Regions from separate parts of the Mus musculus genome. Here regions 1 and 2 are each linked to region 3. A link is a contact called in public promoter capture Hi-C data. All regions are on one chromosome and are shown on one strand. Each heading gives the region's core, a stretch centred on a gene start, on an enhancer-like site or on the middle of the called end of the contact. The rest is flanking DNA. Distances are from core to core; before and after follow the strand shown.

What was found. Capture Hi-C pulls out chosen DNA fragments and counts their contacts.
Region 1: a contact with region 3 is called in a promoter capture Hi-C map of adipose tissue. The contact joins two enhancer-like sites. A contact is called at or near these places in 1 of 39 promoter capture datasets (liver), 1 of 15 datasets of contacts at CTCF or cohesin (large pre-B cells), 8 of 484 Hi-C or Micro-C datasets (the G1E-ER4 cell line, bone marrow-derived macrophages, cerebellum and 2 more), 2 of 115 datasets of contacts at active chromatin or transcription factors (bone marrow-derived macrophages and embryonic stem cells) and 4 of 9 other capture datasets (adipose tissue, embryonic stem cells, embryonic trunk and 1 more).
Region 2: a contact with region 3 is called in a promoter capture Hi-C map of adipose tissue. The contact joins two enhancer-like sites. A contact is called at or near these places in 1 of 484 Hi-C or Micro-C datasets (the N1E-115 cell line), 2 of 115 datasets of contacts at active chromatin or transcription factors (bone marrow-derived macrophages and embryonic stem cells) and 3 of 9 other capture datasets (adipose tissue, liver and pancreatic islet).

The regions. Positions count from the first base shown.
Region 1 is chr14:31,456,838-31,459,980 of GRCm38.p6, forward strand. It overlaps Gm35907 (a long non-coding RNA gene), which reads left to right. Exons shown (of 4, transcript XR_383329.4): 2 at 218-310. It also overlaps the pseudogene Gm49252. Among named protein-coding and RNA genes, the nearest start is that of Sh3bp5, 22 kb to the left of the region's middle. Within about 2 kb of position 1,369, at least 10 of the 459 cell types and tissues checked have an H3K27ac peak or open chromatin away from gene starts, as enhancers often do. A contact at or near this core is called in adipose tissue, where this site is marked.
Region 2 is chr14:31,384,852-31,387,725 of GRCm38.p6, forward strand. Sh3bp5 (SH3-domain binding protein 5 (BTK-associated)) reads right to left here. Exons shown (of 9, transcript NM_011894.3): 4 at 2,868-2,874. Among named protein-coding and RNA genes, the nearest start is that of Gm35907, 49 kb to the right of the region's middle. Within about 2 kb of position 1,325, at least 100 of the 459 cell types and tissues checked have an H3K27ac peak or open chromatin away from gene starts, as enhancers often do. A contact at or near this core is called in adipose tissue and bone marrow-derived macrophages, where this site is marked.
Region 3 is chr14:31,235,887-31,239,131 of GRCm38.p6, forward strand. Phf7 (PHD finger protein 7) reads right to left here. Exons shown (of 11, transcript NM_027949.2): 9 at 3,234-3,245; 10 at 2,451-2,596; 11 at 1,803-2,267. The coding sequence ends at 2,470. Among named protein-coding and RNA genes, the nearest start is that of Phf7, 14 kb to the right of the region's middle. Within about 2 kb of position 1,290, at least 30 of the 459 cell types and tissues checked have an H3K27ac peak or open chromatin away from gene starts, as enhancers often do. A contact at or near this core is called in adipose tissue and bone marrow-derived macrophages, where this site is marked.

The DNA.
Region 1 (3,143 bases), core at 119-2,618, 220 kb after region 3:
CAGCCACATTGGGCACCTAGTCTCCCGGCCTCGTGCCCATCTCCCCGGGAGATCTCTGTCTCTGCTTTTCCTCTGACTGACAAGTTTGCTCTTCCTCATATGGCTGGCTCTCCCTCGGTCTGGGTTATTTTCCCAGAATGCCCTTCCCTGGCTTCTCCCTTTCTCCAAACCACTCCTCCATTTGTTTAGGACCGTTTTGCTCATTGTCCTTCTCCAGGTAAAAGATGGGGCTACTGGCATCCACGTCTATGCTTCACTGCTCTTGTCCCCAGAAAGATATGGTCCTACTAGGTGCTGAATTATGATACAGGTGAGTACATGGAGGATGGACAAGCTCACACAGTGTGCTACCACCTTCTCACTGTGCTTTTCCCTGTGTGGGGAGACAGTGCTCCTCAAAGGTGGAGAACCATGGGGCAGGGAGGACAGAGCCCACGGGAAGGAAACACTCTTTTCCCGACAGCACGAGGCAACAGGCAGCAGCCTGCACAACAGTTTGTTCCCAGAAATTCTGTGTGTATTTTGAAACCTCCCAAAGAGTTGACAGGCATGGATCTGGGGTGTACCATATTGGTACAAATGCACATGCAAGGCGAACTGGGTTCAATCCCCAGTACCCTAAAAAATAAAGATACTGGGTAAACCTGGAAGGAGCTGCTGAGTCCATGCTCCCAGAATCCCATTCTAAGCCTAGAGAATGAATCTGGTCATCATCTATCGTTGACGTGACTTGTTGGGGTTCCTGTGCCCAGGGGTTACGCTCCCGTGCATAAGGACTGGTGGGATTCATGAGTGGGTAGCTAAAAAAAAAGGAACTTACTGGAAAGATATGGGAGGCTCGAAGGAGGAGGGCCTGGCTCAGAGAAGGGGGAGGGTAAAGAAAGGCTGTGTGTGTGATCCATGGGACACAGGAAGGCAGGCTAAGCATGCCAGCATGCAGGAGACCCACCCTTCGCTGCACACTTTAGGTGGAAGCCTTCCTTGCTCTCCCAGTCCTCTAGGGCAAGCTTGTCTGGAGTCAGTATCTGCCAACTGGGGGGAGCAGTGATTTCCCCTGCCCTCTCCTGCAGAAAAACCAAGAGGTCACACCCCCTGGTTGTCACTTGTCTGCAGCAGGCCTGATCTGAATCTAGTCCTGTCAGGACTGTGAGCAGAAAAGTGGCCCCACCGTGGCTGGCTGGTCCTGACCTGGTCACAAACATAGGGGATTGTTGGTGCAATGATGGTGCAACTGGTGGCCCTGGTTCCCCCACCCCGAGGCAATCAATTTAACATTGTGCATCTTTATGGACAAGCTGGACCAGTGGAATGTCTGCAGCTGGCTCCCACCTGCTTGAGGGACCCTACTGCCAGACCTGTCAAACTGGCTGAGGTCATGCTGAGAGTTTAAAACTGGCCCTGATGGGAGTGTTTACGCCACAGAAGTTGCCCAATGCCATATGTCAAACCTACTTGTTTTTCTTTCTCAGAGAACTAGTTATTAAACCAGTCCCCATGTGCATGAGAGCACGCATGCACATGCACATGTGCGTGCGCGCGCGCGCGCGCACACACACACACACACACACACACAATGTGCATTACCAGGACACACTGTGCTTGGTCTTACTGTATTACTTTTTAATCACTACTAGATTGTATCTTTAACCATGAGATTAATCTGTAGTGTGTTGTTTTAAGGTTCCACACTGGGCTGACAGTCTGTGGATTTTTCTTTTCTTCTCTTTTCTTTTTGATAGGTTTTTCCCTTTATTCATGAGATCGTAAAGAGACCAGGCCATAAACCTCCAGCTCTGTGAGTCCCATGACTTGAACAGGCCCCAAGGGGAGTGAGGGTCAAGTCTGTGACTAGCAGGAAAGTTCCCTTTTCTCTAAGCCACTCTGACTCTATCTTGAAACCAGCAACCAGTAATTGTGTCTATGATGTTATGGCTAAGAAATGAGTCTTGGGAAAGAGTAGACACAGTGGCAGTGTCCTGATTTTCTTTTATTCCACTAAGGGGGAGCCACACTGTTCCTTTAGCAGCATCTCCAATATTCTAATTCCCTTCTGGGCTCCTTGTCTTAAGAACGTTCTAGCAAAAGTCTCCAAAACACAGTTGAGAAATTCAGCCGCTGTGACTGGAATTCTGCCTGTTTGAATGAACTCTGTCCAACCTGGACTTTCTATGCTTTCCCGGAAGACAGACGCTTCCTTCAAGGATGCGTACTGTGTCCACGTGAGGCAGCGACTCCGGATAGCCATGTTCCTTTTCTGAAGGCTCAGCCATGACTCTTCTTCTAGCTGGATTATCAGGTACCTTTAAAATACTCACCTTTCAGAGGAAGCAAGCGACCACCTGCTCAATGGGATCCTGGAACACCTGGTGCATGTCCATGGTGACCCCCATGTCATGCACCCTCTTTCAGGCTCCTTGCCGAGCTCTGGCCACACCCAGGATTTTTCTTTTCTAATTAAGAGTAATACATTCTTTGCATCCACTCCCACTCTTCCCCCCCCCCAAAAAAAAAAACATGTTGATGAGAGTCTTGCTGTGTAGACTAGACTAGCCTCAAAGTGTCTGTGTTGCTGAGGCTGATCTCAAACTCCTGAGCCTTCTGTGCCAGCCTCCCAAGTGCAGACTCAAGGCCTTTGCCACCTTCCCTGGCTACTGTCAGATTTCTCCTCCCCCCTCCCCTGCCCTTCCCCCTCCCCCTCCTCATGTAGCTAGAGATAACCTTTGATTTCTTATCCTCCTGCCTCAGCTTCCCAAGTGTGGGCATTACAGACATGTGCTTTAGTCCTTAAAGCCTTCCTTCCTTGTGTACGGCTTACTTTCCCTCTCTCATTCTCCATCATCTTTGGGACAGCACCATGTCACTGTTTAGCACTGGCTGGACTGCAACTCGCTATGGACTCCAGGCTGGCCTTGAATTTGCAGCTAACCCCCTGTCTGTCTCCTGGGTGCTGAGATTGCGCAGTCTGGCTTATTCAGGAAGTATTTTAAATCACAGATCCTAGGCTACGCACTTAATAAACAATAAGAATCTTTGGAGGTGAAACCCATGTTCTAATTTTTTAAGCTTTGCTTTCATTTTTATGGGTGTTTTGCCTGCCTATATGCTGGTGTGAGAGCATCAGGCTGGAACTGGAGCTGCAGATG
Region 2 (2,874 bases), core at 75-2,574, 150 kb after region 3:
CTGTCCCCATGGCCTGTCTATGGGATTGGGTGTGTGACCACTAGAGAATACTGGGTTTCCTGACATCTAGCCTCAGCTTCAGCTACAGCTTCAAGTACGGCCATCTAATGTCACAGGGGACAGAGATATGGCCTCAGGAGAGGAACACGTGGAGATGTAGGAGGAGGCAGTTATATGAAGCTCAATTCCTCTAATGAATCAGGCTTCCTGGTATTTCCAGAGGTCAGCCAGTCCCTGCATGGCCTTCTGCCAAGGCAGCCCAGCACGCTGGCCCCACGAGGCCAGGAAATGGTCCCCACGAGCCCCATTGGGAGAAATGCTCAATTCAGTCAGAGGGTCACAGTCACTTGTGCTATTTCACAGCCAAACATGAGCATCTAAGCTGCAGGCAGGGGGCTCTGGTTAGTGTGTAGTGAAGTGGGGAAAGCTCATGGTCTCTTGGGAGTATTTTTATGTGAGTTTTGAATTCCATTGCCTGTGGTGGATTTGGGTTCTCACAGGCTAAATACAAGCCCTTGTTCTACTACAGAGCTGCCTGCTCTGAAGGGAAGGATCATTTCTCATCAGATCAAGGCAAAGCAGATCCCAGCCTATGCAACCACAATGGAACCGCTCATGATGGGGAAGTCCTGGCCTGAGACCCAGACCTCCCTGCTCAGTCACAGGCTGCTGCCACCACACCAGATGCCTGGGTCCTTCCATTTGCTAGTCAGAAGCTACGCATCAGGTGGCCCACAGGCCACTGTGAAGCCCCCACTGACCCGAGGAGGTCTGAAGCTAGATTGTAAATCTCCAAAGCTGTGCACCACACAAACCCAGAACACTGTTTGCAAAGACTCACACACTGCTCTGCGGAGAGTGTGCGGGCCTCAAGGTGCCTCTTCATGAGTAGTGCCCCACTGTCATTACCTCTTGACTAAAATGTGCATTTTTCATAATAACAGATCCAGAGGGTCCCTTCTCCTCTTTTAAAAGATAGGGTCTCCTCCCTGTGTAGCTCAGGTTAGCCTTGAGTCTCCTGTTTCAGTTTCCTGACTGGCAATATAGGCATACACCACCATAAACAGGCACCTTGGGTGATTTCTGAAATGGCCTTACATGCTGCTACAGATCTTACATGGCTGCTTACATGCAGGGTTGGAGGGCAAGAGAATCCAAATGAAGGCTGGCCTGCAGCGTGTGTTTGGTCAGCTGGATCTTTTCATCTGTCTGGTTATGCTTTGCAAGATTTCCAACCTCCTCTTTGGTTTGTAAGACTTTTCTCAGCCTTGCTGGGGCTACCAGCATCACACCCACTAGGGGGCAGGAGGCTCAAGGCCGCCAAGCCAAGCCACAGGCATGTATCCCCAGCCTCGGAGAGCTGGTATAAAGTCCAGTCAGATCTGACTCCTGAAGCCATTTGTGCGTCACGCTTTTCTATTTAAAGACACTCAGGCCATCTTTAATCACCAGATCCCCCAGGACTTGAGCAACTGTGGTGGGGGACACTGACAAGGGAACAGCCACTGGAACTGACTCCTGACCTCGTTTCTACCCCATAGTGCCTTCCTGCCATTCACCAAAACCAAAGCTACAGCCTGCGCCTTCCATCAGGGACGGCAGCTCATTTGCCTGACCTGCAACAAACCTCTGGCCTCGCTTTGACACTGGCCTTCCAGACTCTCGTGGGAGGACAGGCTAATGCCAAGGGGACCAAGAATCAGAAGCCCAAGAGCTGCTCCTGGCAGGAAGAAGCAGTATCCAGAATATCCTGTGGTCCCAGTAAACCCGGTCCACAGTGCCAAGCACAGGGCCCTACCTACAGGAATAGAAATGTCCCTAGTGTGGACACCGAGGCGGGCCTTGGGGAAGTGATGTTGTGGGGACAGTGGGTACCCAGGTGGGGCTGTGGTTCAGGGTCAGAGTGCTTGCCTACAGTGGGAAAGGTCCTGGGGTCAATCCCTAGCACTAGAAGGAAGGAAGGAAGGAAGGAAGGAAGGAAGGAAGGAAGGAAGGGAGGGAGGGAGGGAGGGAGGGAGGGGAGGAGAGAGGATAGAAAGGAGGGAAGGATGGAAGAAAGAAAGGTCAGCCAGTCTGAGAAGGCTCACTTGCCACTTTAAGAGGAGACAGCCTTCTGAGGACCAAAAACAGGTCCTCACCATGTTTGTCAGCCTTGATTTTAGACTTCCTGGCTTCCAGAACTTGAGGATGTGTTTCTGTTTCGGAGCCAGCCAGTTTATAGTATTTTGTTTACTAGTCTGCCTAGATCAGATGATATCACTTCCAATTCTGAGCAAGGTGGCCAAGAGAGAAGTCCTGGGAGCAGGTAGAGAGCCAAATACTGGTGACCTAATCCTATAACAATCACTCCCAGCTGCTACCTACTGCAGATCACCCCCCCACACACACACACACACACACACACTCCAGCTTCACCTGGAAGGCCCTGCCTGAGGGAGGGCCCACTTGATTCTGGTCTAGGCACTTCAGCCACCAACAATAGATACTTAAGTGGCAGGTCGAAACTGTTAATGGGGCTTCCACCTGGGACCTGCAGTCCTTCTGATGTCATGGGAGCCAACCTTGGAGAACATCCTGGCCCCTCTGGGAAACCCAACTCCACTGCCAAGACACGGATGGACTATGTGAACCTGACAGATTTCAGGCAATATAGAGAAAGATTATCTCCATCTGTTACTGGGAGATTGTCATGTCAGGTATGGCTTACAGCCTTGCCAGCCAACAGACTACATAGGCCAGATAGTCCATGACCTTTACAGGAGGGTTTCATGCTGCCTAGAAACCTGTCTCTATTCTTGTGGGGGAGCCAAAGGACATCCAGCATGTGGCTTGGGTCCCCACCACCAGCGCACACAGGTCCCGCCTACCCTCTGA
Region 3 (3,245 bases), core at 40-2,539:
CAGGAAAAACATTCATATGCATAAAATGAATCTTTCAAAAGTTTGTTGAAGAGAATCCAGATATCTAATGTAAAATGACTGGCATGGCGCAGAGAAAAAACATTTATAATTGATTTTTCTGGCCTGTAAGAATGGGAACAGGTAGCAATATCAGCAAAGAGCAGAAGCTGTAGTGTACTCATATAAATAAAAAATCTTAAAAAAAAAATTCAGTCCCCTTTAAAAAAAAAAGGGCAGTTAGTAAATTAGAGAAAGAAAAGTTAAAACATAATGTAATGTCTGGATCAATAGTAAATCACATTATTATGCTCATGATTTTTTTTTTTGTTTTTTGTTTTTGTTTTTTGTTTTTTGTTTTGAGACTCGGTTTCTCTGTGTAGCCCTGGCTGTCCTGGCACTCACTCTGTAGACCAGGCTGGCCTTGAACTCAGAAATCTGCCTGCCTCTGCCTCCCAAGTGCTGGGACTAAAGGTGTGGGCCACCACTGCCTGGCAGTATACTAATGATATTACAAATGACAAAAATTAACAAAAATGATAATGCAGCTATTTAAGATAGGGACTTTGAAAATGGTAAGTTTCTGAAGGTGCTAAACCCATATGTAACATAAGAAGTCAATAATGTCTAATATTACTAAGTCAAGAAACTGCTTAAAGGGGGCTGGAGAGAAGGCTCAGCGGTTAAAAGCTCTGCCAGAGGTCCTGAGTTCAATTCCCAGCAACTACATGGTGGCTCACAACCATCTGTAATGGGATCCGATGACCTCTTTTTGTGTGTCTGAAGACAGCTACAGGGTACTCATATATACAAAATAAAAACAAACCAAAAAAAAAAATAGTTTTAAGAAACTGCTCAAAAAAATGGCAGTAGTTGCCTTTAGGAAACGGGAGCAGCGAGAGAGAAGGGTGACTTAAGAGTGGTTTCCATTATGGTCCCTTTAGGACTTACTAGTCCAATGGCTTCCTAAGGACGTGAGTGCTGGAGGGGAGCCATACCAGGACCCTGCATATGGTAAGCATGTGCCTGGCCACTGAGCTTCACTCCCAGGCACTGCAGGCATTTACATGAATGTGTTACAGATTTAAAATATGTATGTATTAAAAAGAAAGGTATTATTTCCTGTACATGTTGATAGTAACAAAGCAACGCTTATGTCAGATCTGAAGGCAATCACCCTATACATCTTGGATCTAAGTCTGCAGGACTCAGCAGGATTGAAATGAGAACAGGCTTCTCCACCATTAGTGACAATGACTCACTGAGACCTTGGGAATTCAGTATGTGGCAATTCTCTAAGTTTCCCCCACTAAGCCAAGCTCATGAAATCATTAAAAACATGCAAATGTAAGATAGGCTCTCTTCAGTTTCCTTCAGGCCCTCTGCCAGATTCCCATCCCAGCTGCCTTGCCTAATGCGAATGTTCTGGTACACAAGTCCATCGTCACACCCATGAGAAATGCTGTGGGGATATGAGTGGCCCGCTCCAGCTGCAAAGCTAAGACCACACTGGCTGGAATGAGTGGAACCTTCTGCCCCACACAAGTATGGCAATCCTACTATGTTGAGTTCAGGGACCCCAGCCTCACCACCAAGGTCTGTTCTGGGACCAAAGTGGGCTACTGTGCTGGCTCACTGAGCAGAACTTACACACTTATGTGAGGATGACACTCTCCAGCCCTGGAATCCCAGTTACCCAGAAAGTCGATTCCCTTTATGTTGAAATCCTAGTGACTAACTTTTGTCTTACTCCTTTCAGATTCTCTAGTGTACTTGACAGATTCCAGAGCCAATTCACAAGGAGACCCGAGTGGAGAGATGACCTTTATTTGTCAATAACAAATGAGTGAGTGAAGCTGGAGGAAGCACATGAGAGCCACATTATGGTGAACAGTGAGTGCCCTTACATTCCACTGTTGGCACGAAGACTCCGTGTCCCCTGAGACCTCTTCACTTAGCCCCTTGAGTCTCATGGTTTCAAAGTGCTACCTCTCCAAACTGATGCAGCAACGCTCTTTTGTATCTCACTGTCCTGGGCAGGAACCGCCCTGAAGCTATTACTTGGATTTTTTGCAATCCTTTGGATCACCAGGACGGGCAGCTTCTTCCACCAGAGGACTCGGGCTTTTCTAAGAGGGAAGTTTGTAGCCAATCAGTCCAGAAGAGCTGGGATTCTCTTCCAGGCTGGTAGCCAGCCCTTAAGAAATACACATGGGGGCAGAAGGTGCTGCTGCAACAGGGGGTGTTGCCTGAGTCTTCAGATATGTAATCTGTGGTGGAAGAGAGGCAGAAAAGGGAAGGTAACTCAGTCTTTGTTTCTCCTGTGTACAGGTCCTGAAGCCCCTCATCAGCTACTTCCTTCCAAAGCTATTATATCCACTCAAAGTTCCCCTCTGTGACATGCTATCTCCATTCCCAGGTATGACAGCCCCCAGCCCCATCCAAGTTCTTACAGCAGACCATCCTTCCAGCCTAACTCGTGGTTGAAGCAGGCAAACACTCATTACATTCCCATTTCTTGCTGTTTGGTCTAAGAGAGGAGCAGTCCCGGTGGGTTCCATGGGATCCACACGTAGCACACAAAATGAGGCGCCACCGTCTACAGAAAAGCCATGGAGAGATATGGACGGACAGTCAGGACACCAACTGTTACTCTTGAATGTTAGCTACCATCCAGGCTCAGCTATGAGGAGAAAGAACTTCCTGGGAATTTTATTTTTTATGTGTATGGGTCTTTTGACTGCATGTATGTATGTGGATCATATGCATACTGAACTCATGGAGGCCAAAGAATATGTCAGATCCCCTGGGACTAGAGTTGCAGACAGCTGGGAGCTGCAATGTGGATGGTGGGAATAGAAGCTGGGTACTTTGGAAGGGCAATGAGTACTCTTAGCACTGGGCCATCTCTCCAGCCCCAAGGGAAGTTAAGTCAATGTAGTTTTGCTCTACATATTACCCCATGACTCTGGGATGACAGGTGTTGATTCTAAGAGGCCACAGGTGGGCACAGCCCTTGGCAGGATGAATCTGAAAAGTAACTGACCCTGAGTGTCTTTCCAATGGGCCCAAACAGCAGACCCTGCAGAGGAGACCCTCCATTTGTGCATGAGTAAGTCTGGGACTGGTCAAATTTGGGACTTGGCAACTGGGTTCATCCTGAGGGCTGCGGCCAAGAACAGCCTTCCTGCTTTAATAGCAGTGCTAGAGCTCTCTGCCCAGGGGCTTCTTCCTACCCTTCATCCTCA